2 separate regions of the Mus musculus genome follow, and region 1 is linked to region 2. Evidence: chromatin contacts called from public HiChIP or PLAC-seq data. All regions are on one chromosome and are shown on one strand. The core of a region is the stretch at or near the end of the contact, and the rest is flanking DNA. Distances in the headings are between cores, read along the strand shown. Region 1 holds the start of Dnah6 (dynein, axonemal, heavy chain 6). Region 2 has its middle 17 kb from the start of Gm31547.

Region 1 (4,739 bases), core at 202-2,701, 230 kb after region 2:
ATAAAACACTGACCACATGCAACTTGGGGAGGAAAGGGTTTGCCTCATGTTACAGCTTGTAGTCCATCTTGAAGGGAAGTCAGGGCAGGGACCGAAGGCAGAAATTGAAGCAAAGGCCATTGAGGAACACTGCTTCGTGGCTTGCTCTTCATGGCTTGCTCAGCTTGCTTTCTTATACAACCCATGATCACCTACTCAAAGGTGGCACAGCCTGTGGTAGACTGCACCTTCCCACGTCAATCATCAACCAAGAAAATGTTGGACGGACAAGTGTTTAGGCCAATTTCACAAAGGTGTTTTCTCAGTTGGGAGTCCTTCCCAAATAACTCTAGCTTGTGTCAAGTACACACACACACACACACACACACACACACACACACACACATACACAGCAAACAGACACCAAGCATAAGGACCTGAGTTCGGATCCCTAGCACCCATGTAAAAAGCAAGGCATGGAAGTGTTGCATGTAACCAAAGCACAGGGGAGTAGAGGCACACAGGTGAATCCTAGCCAGCCATGGATTGGTGGCTTTTTTTCTTTTCAACCCCCTTTCCCTACTTTGGGTCCATGGTTTGGGATGGGAAGGCCTTCCAGGCCACAAGTGGCTTTGGTTGAGCTGCTTGGGGGAGTGTTTCTGTGGGGGCATTTATGGTGGTGGCTGTAGGCTGGGGCAGGAAGGAGGGGCTGGCAGCTGCTCAGGGACTTCAAGCCAAGCTATCCAAACTTCAGATTCGGTGAGAGATCTCTGTTTTTTCAAAACAGGGTGGAGAAGCAATTGAAGAAGACAGTCCAGTATCAATCTCTAGCCTCCCATATTCATATGCAAAGGTGCACACACAGGTGTATACACACACACACACACACACACACACACACACAGAGAGAGAGAGAGAGAGAGAGAGAGAGAGAGAGAGAAAGAGAGAGAGAGAGAACAAACGAATGAACAAACAAAACATCTTGAATCAGGTGTGGACATGCCTACATTTTAATCTGGCTCAGTGCCAATAGAAATCAAAAGTCTTTTATGCAATTTTAACGTCTCAAGTAAGCCTATGAGAAACGAAAGGTCTTGACTTTAATGATGTGCTCTACTTAATATTTAAACTATCATTTCAACGCATAACGGTGCTGTGTGAGGCAGGGCTATGTCTTATCTTTCCGGGTAAATTTATACCTGGCGTCTAATGAACAGGACAGGTCTAGATTTGAACAGTCAGTATGTAGTCTTGGGCAAGCCTAGCATCTCTAGTCCTCGCTTTCCTGTCCCCCGGGATAGGAAGCTATCACTGAATCCATCTTTTCTGAGACTTTCTATCCCTGGGGAGGGGTTGCTGAGTGTCTGACTCTGCCCAAAGTTCAGTTCCAATGGACTCACCAAGCGGTTCAACAGCAGCGTTCCCGAAGGGTCTCCAGAGGCCCAGCAATACCTGGTCTGGGAACAGAAGTCTAGTCCCAGGAGAAAATGTTTCCCGTTGCTTAGCAACCACTGGGCCACCAAGGACGCTTACTGCACTAAGGAGGAGCCGGTCAGTCGCTGCCAGCCAGTCTCGAGGAGCTGCTCTCGCTCTCCTGGAGCGCGCCAAGTAATTGAGCCAATCGGTGTTCCCAGAGTATTTGACGTCATTAGTTGTCAGGGAGCAGGCCCCACCCGGAGGATTCCTGCTTTAGAATGGAAATCTCAGGCAGCTTGGGCAAGCAGGCATAGGAGGTCCCGTCTTTTTATGTGTTCCTTCGTTTCTGGACGATCCATGATCTGCAATCCAACCTTCTGTAGGTATCTGTTGTTTCTCAAGAGGCTTGAGTATGACTTGACGTTCGCCCACATCTTAAAATGCTGAGGTGAAAGATTCAAGAGCCTCAGGCGAAGGTTGGGCGAACTATGGAAGCCCTTTCACCTACCTTGGGGAACTGCTTCCCGGGTTGGCAGAGGCTGCTTTTCAACCTACAAAATGTCGTGATCACTGCTGGAACTACGTTCTTTTTCTCCTCCGCTTTCTAACCGTGCCTTGGATAGCCACCCGCTAACAGAAGCCGAGAAAACAGAGTGCGCCTTTGAGCCCGCCTATCGTCAAGTAGATTATACAGAGCTGGAGTATAGATTACAGACCACTCAATCTACCCCACCTCTCCTCACACGCGCCCTGAGTATTGGGCTGACATTTTGTCTCTTGTCATGTGAAGTTTTCAGGGAACACATTACAGTTTTCACAAAACATTTTATTTTGTGCGCGCATGAGTGCTTGTGTGTGTGTGTGTGTGTGTGTGTGTGTGTGTGTGTGTGTGTGTAGGTTCTACAGTGTGTATGTGGAAGCCAGAGGAGAATTTAGTTCGGATCCGTTCTTCCATTATGTGGCTGCCGGGGATGAAAGTCAGGTCATTGCGCCTGGCAGCAGGTGCCTTTGACTGCTGACCGATCTCACTGGCCCTGGGGAGTGTTTAAACACTATATATATATATATATATATATATATATACATATATATATATATATATACATACATACATACATACATACATACACATACATACATACATATATATATATATATATATATATATATATATATATTTGGCAACTTGGCTTTTTAGAAGCTCATAAATTTAACATGACACATTTTATGAGTGCACACTAATTTAGCAGCAAAGGTCTTATTTAATGACGAAGGTCGGATGTTAGGAGAAAGATAAACAGGAAAGACCCATCAGGCATGCTAAGTAAGGCATCCAAGCAGCAGGATGGATAGCATTGAAAGGGCAGCCCTGGATCCTTGGGAAGCCGCACAGCCTCAGGCTCTCAGCCTCTCTCCCCACTTTTTGACTTCCTGCGCATGTCCTTATATGGGGTGCTGTCCCTTCCCAGGCCTTCAGTTCTCCACTTTAGGCTGCACGCTGTGTGCTGGAGAGGGCTTCTTCGGGCAGGTAGGATTTTGTACTCAAACTTCCACAAGACCACCATCAGAGGTGGGGGAGGGCGAAGCGCAGGGGGAGAAGGAGGGAGGGAGGGAGGGAGGGAGGGAGGGAGGGAGAGAGAGAGAGAGAGAGAGAGAGAGAGAGAGAGAGAGAGAAGCCCAAGCCTCAGTAGGCTGAGGTGTCACATTCCACTCTCAGCACTCACAGGAATTTCAACTTTGCCCCATTTGGCAGCGTCCCCGGACATCATTGGCCTCCAGGCTCTTGGCTTGGATTTTCTGGGACTCCCTGGCCTACTGTTTATTCCCAGTTTGTTCAAAGCAGCTTGCCACCATGTGTAATGTGCTGGCATTTTTTTTTTAAAGGAGGGTAGGGATAGCTTAATTTGTTGTTGAGTTTCTATTTCTAGAATTTTAAAATACTGGTTTTCCTTCACTTTAAATGATATTTATTTCTTGTCTTTGCAGGTAATATGCTAATGCAGAAGTTAGGGGCAGTGTTGATTATATTCCATTAGCCTGAGATACTTGTGACCCTGTCTCAAACTAAATCAATAAGATAAAATATACTTTCAAATTAAATCAACAAGATAAAATATACTCTAAGACTTGGAACCCTGGTGGTGATGGCGCATGCCTTTAAATCCAGAACTTGGGAGGCAGAGGCAGAGGCCAACCTGGTCTTTAGAGCAAGTTTTAGGACAGCCAGGGCTACACAGAGAAATCCTGCCTCAACAAAACAAAACAAAACAAAACAAAACAAAACAAAACAAAATAAAACAAAACAAATAGTAGCAAATAAAACAAAAAAACAAACAAAAAGACGTAGAATGTAGGAAATAATGTAAAATACTTCACTAATTTTTGTATCGACTACATGAACTAACAATATTTTAAGTGAATTGGGTTAAATAAAAATATAATTAAAATAAAAAACATGTGTTAACACCAATGGATTTTCTTTCTTTTAAAGATACTTAGTGAACATTTTGTTTATTTATTCGTCTGCTTGTTTGTTATTTCCTGCGGCTGTGTGTGTTGCCATGGCACACGTGTGGAGGTCAATGGACAGCATCGGAGAGCTGGTTTTCTCCTTTCTCTGTGGGTCCTGGCGTCAAACTTCAGGTTTCCAGGCTCGGTAGGTAACAAACACCTTTACTCTCTGAGATGAGTTGCCAGCCACACTGATGATCCTAAAAATTGTGTTGTCCATTCATGTTATTTGAGTGCGAGGAAAGGCAGGATATATTGATATTATTTTGAAGAAAATTAAGTATTCTTTTTAATTTTTTATTTTCTTTTACGTGAATGAGAGTTTTGCTTTCATGCATGTCTGTGCCCCTCATGCCTGCCTGGTGCCCTTGAAGAGCAGAAGAGGATGTCAGATCCTCTGGAATTGGAGTTACAGATGGTGATGAGCTGCCTTGTGGATGCTGGGAATCGAACCTGGATCCCCTGGAAGAGCAACCAGTGCTCTTAACTATAGAGCCATCTCTCTAGCACCTGTATTCATATGAAGAGACACCACGACCAAGACAACTCCTATAAAGGCAAACATTTAATTGGGACTGGCTTACAGTTTCAGAGGTTTAGTCCATTATCAATTATGCATGGTAGCATGCAGGCAGATATGGTGCTGGAGAAGGAGCTGAGAGTTAGTTCTGCATCTTGATCCGAAGGCTGCCAGGAGAAGACTGTCTTTCAGGCAGCTAGACACTTCCCCAGTGTCTTCACTGGCTGCAATATCTTTCTCTTCAAATCCTATTTCGTTGGCTCCTAAGAAACCTGGCAAGTACATCTGGCTGTGTCTTCTTGACCATGGTAGA
Region 2 (4,859 bases), core at 1,104-3,603:
AAGACACAAATATTTCAAGTATAATTCATAATAGAAGCAAAATTACAGTTATGAAGGAGTAATGAAAATAATTTTATGCTGGGGGGCTGGTCCCCACATCATGAGGAACTGTATTAAAGGGCCACAACATTAAGAAGAGAGATTTAGACAAAGCTCATTGAGACTCTCTCCAGGTGACTGTAGATTGTGTCAATTAAACCAAACACCACAGCATGCTTTATGTTTATATCATTTGTCTATGATCTAAGTATGTGATTCTCAAACTGTGGATCTGTAAGCATGGCCTTCAAAAGGTGGGTGACACACCAGCTTTTGGTGTGCCCTGTATCCCTTTAAAGATAATGCTAGTTGGTAGTAAGAGGAAGGAAGTGTGTGTGTGTGTGTGTGTGTGTGTGTGTGTGTGAGTGTGTGTGGTCTGAGTTTGGGGCCAGCCTGGTCTACACAGTGAATTCTAGGCTAGCCAGGGCTATTTAGAGAAACCCTGTCTCAAAAGGAAAAAAGGGGGTGGGGAAGCAACTCAACAAAAGGTATCATGAAAAAAAGGTGTGTTTGTGTGTGCACACGCATCCTCTATGGGCCAACTTGAAAGAGCAGAGTGGTTTTCTTGTCATCTCATTTCTGGGAGGCAGTGAGCGGTTTGCTTTGTAGAGATGGTGCTTTTCTTGGGGTCATGTCCTGGCACACTTGGAGAGAGGTCTCCTCTTGGGTGGGAATTATGGGACACAAGAAGATTCCACAGAGGCCATAGCAAGAAGGAGAACATATGAGTGACCCTCCGCGGCCAGAGCAGCTTTTGACTCACAGCCTGGCATTAGGGCTGAGCCACCAGGCTAGGGCTATGTATGGTCCATGGGACCAGGCCCCATCAGAACATCATTCATGGAACAGACACAAGGGATCCACTACTCTAGAAAGGACTTCAGACAAGGAAGAAGGAAAAAGAGAAGTTGAGAAGAGGTCTCTTTATCCCCCACTGGCCCAGCCATAACTCTCTGTATCTGCTGCAAGATGCTAGGGCCTTGTTCCAAAAGCTGGTGGGATCTCAGAGGCCAGGTGGTGGCCACAGGCATCCAGCCAGCTCAGCGCACTGCATACCTCACAGGATTCCAGCCTGGCGAGCAGCTGCAGCGCTGACAAACAGGCAATAGAGCTAATCCTCAGGCTTTTCAAAGAGCCCAATGATGTCACTTCCTCATTCCCGGAGGCGTGCTTTAAGACCCTCTAGGATGCAGGATGCCGGACCCACCTGCTCCTGCTCTCCTCATTGGTTGCATTCATCCAGCATAACTTTCAGCTCTCTCCCTCCCCTGTCTCCTCTCCCTTCCTTTTTCTTCTCTATTCTTCTCCCCCTCTCTTTTCTCTTCTGTCTACACTCCTTTCCTCTCTTCTTTCTTTCCTATCTCTTCCTCCTCCTCCCCACCCCATTACCATCTGCACACAGGAGTCAATATTTCCTTAGGCCATAATGCTATTGTGCAATTTTGAGGTCAAAAGGCACACACACTTTAAATGGCGCTAAGTACCTTACAGAAGAGTTTGATGTTCCTATTGGTTGCTGACAAGCTTTCATTTTCACCAGTTTGAGAGGTGGTTTTAATTTGCTTTTAAGTTTTCATGGTTGGACAAGGAGGCACATGGTGGTGATCCTAGCTCTTGTGAGTTTGGGGGAAGATCATGAGTGTGAGGCTAGCCTGGGCTACACGGTCTTTTGGGCAGGTCTTGTGCTGGTGGCCATGTCTGTTGTGTGTCTGTGATTGCCACGGCCATGCCCTTTCTAGGGGACAGCTTTTCGGGACGCTCCCCTCCATCCTCCAGCTCTTACGATCTCCCCACCCCATCTGCCTCCGTGGGCCCTGGGTGTTGGAGATGGGTGCAGAGACGCACTGTTGAGGGCTTGCACTCTGCAGTCATTTGTTCTCAGCACTTTGACAGGAGCTGAGTCTCTGCATTAGCAGTTGCCCTTTGCACAAAGGAGCTTCTCCAAGCCAGGCTGGGGGCAGAACTTTGCCAGCTGAGAAATGTAAATGCTTTGGAGGGAAGTCATGCTTGGAGTACGGGGAAACTGAAGGACCTCTGGGATGCTTGTGCAACTAGAGACTTATGTGTTTTCACATCTTAATCACTGGCTGCTGCAGTGTGGTGGCCGGAGGGTGTGATCTGCAGATCTTTCTAGATGCTAGTTCCGGGAAGCTTCTACTTAGTTCTCTCTCCCAGAGTTCAGTCAACCATGGAATGGTTGGGTGGGTGTAGGTGTAGCTTCTGTAAAGTCATCATTTCTCCTCTGCCTCTGCCAGAGCCTCACCAGGTCCCCCAAGTCTCCCTTAATTCATCTCACACTTCCACTTTCGACTTTCGCTTTCTCTGACTTCCTTTCCATGCTGTAGTCTAGTGAGCTGAATAAGCATGCATTTGGCTGTGCAAACCTCTGCAGGGCTCTGCAGGACCCCTGCCTCCTTACTACTGCAGCTCTGGAGACCTCCCCTCTGGTTCAGTGTCTCTGTCTCTCTCTGTCTCGGTGTCTCTGTCTCTCTCTCTTTCTCTCTCTCTCTTACCCTTATGGCCTTGATTCAAGTCTGTGACCACACTCCTTCTCTCAGACCTCCTGGCCTTCGCTAAGCTGCTCTGAAATAAACTCTTCTGAAGTTTAGTTTAATTTGGACGATTCCAGTGGAAAACTCAGGAAAGATGGACTTGGCACACTCATTATTTGTCTCTTGTTAGCCTCTGGATCCTGGTTGCTTGCTTGCGCTCTAAAATGACCAGGAAAGGTTTAATTTAGTATAGTTTATTATTAACTAATTAAATGTGTGTGTTTGTGTGTATGTGTGTGTGTGTGTTCTAATGTCTGAGTAGAGGCACACATGTGCCGTGGAGCATGTGTGGAGGTTGGAGGACAACCTTCCGTGCTGGTCCTTACCTTCCATCTTGTTTGAGGTATGGTCCTGTGTTTCCTGCTGTGTACACAGGCTGGCTGATCCAACGGCTTCCTGGCAGCCTTCTGTCTCTGCTTCTCATCTGGTTGTAGGAGAACTGGGGATTATAGATGCATGCTACTGTGTCCAGCTCTATGTGGGTCCTGGGGACTTGAACTCAGATCCTTACCCTTCCACCTCCCTATAACTCCAGCTGCAGAGGAACCTGTTCTGGTGCTTTCGCACTCAAGCATTCCTTCATCTTGGGTCCACCTTTCCCCTAGGACAACGGTTCTCAACCTTCCTAATGCTGCGGCCCTTGAATACCCAGTTCCTCATGTCACGGTGAAATCCACCCATAAAATTATAATCATTGGTACTTCCTAACTGTAACTTTCCTACTGTTATGAATTATAATGTAAATGTCTGTGTTTTTCGATGGTCTTAGGGGGCCCCTGTGAGTGCCAACCCCTTGCTACTCTAGGGACAAATAGCAAGGGGTTGGCACTCTTGTCCTGCTAACCCAAGGACATAATAAGTCTTTTTTTTAAAGCATTGATTGTATGCGGGATGGGATGGGGTGAGTGGAGAGAGGTGTATGCTTGCCACTTAGAATCTGTGGAGGCCAGAGAACAACTTGTAGGAGTTGGGGGGTGTCTCTCTTTCCACTCTGTGGATTCCTAGGATTAAACTTAGGTTGTCAGGCTTGGCAGTAAGTCCCTTACGCCCACTAGTGAGATGGCTATCTTACCAGGTCTGAGAATGGACTTTGTTTATCAGTTTTGATTTTTGAGACAGTGTCTCACACCAGGCTGGCCTGGATCTAACTCCCCATATAGTCCAGGCTATCTTGGATCTAACTCCCCAAACAGTCCAGGCTGGCCTGGATCTAACTCACTATGTATTCCAGGCTGGCCTGGATCTAACTCCCCAAACAGTCCAGGTAGTCCAGGCTGGCCTGGATCTAACTCCCCAAACAGTCCAGGCTGGCCTGGATCTAACTCCCCATGTAGTCCAGAAAGATCTCCAAACCACTGTCTTCTTCCATCGGCCTCTAGAGTGCACTTCCATGCGTGGCTTATGAAAATAATTTTGACTTTACAGTTTCCCTGATCAGGCTTGGGGAATACCGGCAGGTTCCAGGGCCATCCTCTGAGAATGATTACTGTGTTCTGTGTACCTACCTTGTCTTAGGGCAGCAGGTGGGTTTGAAAACTGGGCTACATGCTTTATTTGCATGTTGTGGAGGAGGATCATGGGTAGGTCTATAGTGGGGAGGGTGTTTAGACCCCAGAATAAAAGTTCTGGAGTCTGGTTTCCAATTCAGTGCAGCAATAAGGATCCAATTCTGCAGGCCCATATGCTTGTAAGCTTGCTTGGCTTAAGCATTAGAGAGGTCTGAGCCTTACCTGGCTTCAGGTATTACAGGATTTTTTTTTTCCTGAACATTTGTTAGCTTGCATCTATCTGTTCTTTAACAATATTCAAACAGGGGCTGGGGATGTAGCTCAGTTGGTAGAGCATTGGCTTAGAGCCTGCATGAAGCCTTGGGTTCTATCCCCAGCAAGGCATAAAATGGGAGTGCCTGGCAGTACATGCTGGTAATCTCAGCACGTTAGGGATACAGAAAGGAGAGTCAGCTTCCGGATCACCCTCCGCTGAATGTTTGAGGCTAGTCTAGGATGCAGAGATCAAGCCACGAACAACAAACAATCCCAACAGCACTACGAGGACAGACCCCTTGACTGATCCTTGCTTTTCTCGTCTGCTAGCTTTTCTCTTGATCTTCCTTCTTTTGGAAAGTTCTTCCCCATCTATCCACAAGCATGCCCCTTTACTTCTGTCTAGTCTTCTTGACTCACATGTTTCATGATGTGCCCTTTGCTGATCAAATTCATCCTTCTTGTCTATTTCCTTGCTTGTTTTCTCTGTAGCACTTAATCCGAT

The links. HiChIP or PLAC-seq counts read pairs in DNA pulled down with a chosen protein or histone mark.
Region 1: a contact with region 2 is called in an H3K4me3 HiChIP or PLAC-seq map of bone marrow-derived macrophages, with 5 times the contacts expected there. The contact joins the promoter of Dnah6 here to the enhancer-like site in region 2. A contact is called at or near these places in 1 of 39 promoter capture datasets (stem cell-derived epiblast-like cells), 9 of 115 datasets of contacts at active chromatin or transcription factors (bone marrow-derived macrophages, embryonic stem cells, epiblast stem cells and 4 more) and 3 of 9 other capture datasets (adipose tissue, embryonic stem cells and liver).

Annotation. Positions count from the first base shown.
Region 1 is chr6:73,220,180-73,224,918 of GRCm38.p6, forward strand. Dnah6 (dynein, axonemal, heavy chain 6) reads right to left here and starts at 1,452. Exons shown (of 77, transcript NM_001164669.1): 1 at 1,380-1,452. It overlaps Gm40377 (a long non-coding RNA gene), which reads left to right and starts at 2,618. Exons shown (of 3, transcript XR_869180.3): 1 at 2,618-2,923; 2 at 3,974-4,051.
Region 2 is chr6:72,988,073-72,992,931 of GRCm38.p6, forward strand. No RefSeq gene overlaps it. Among named protein-coding and RNA genes, the nearest start is that of Gm31547, 17 kb to the right of the region's middle. Within about 2 kb of position 2,354, at least 98 of the 459 cell types and tissues checked have an H3K27ac peak or open chromatin away from gene starts, as enhancers often do. A contact at or near this core is called in adipose tissue, bone marrow-derived macrophages, liver and 2 more, where this site is marked.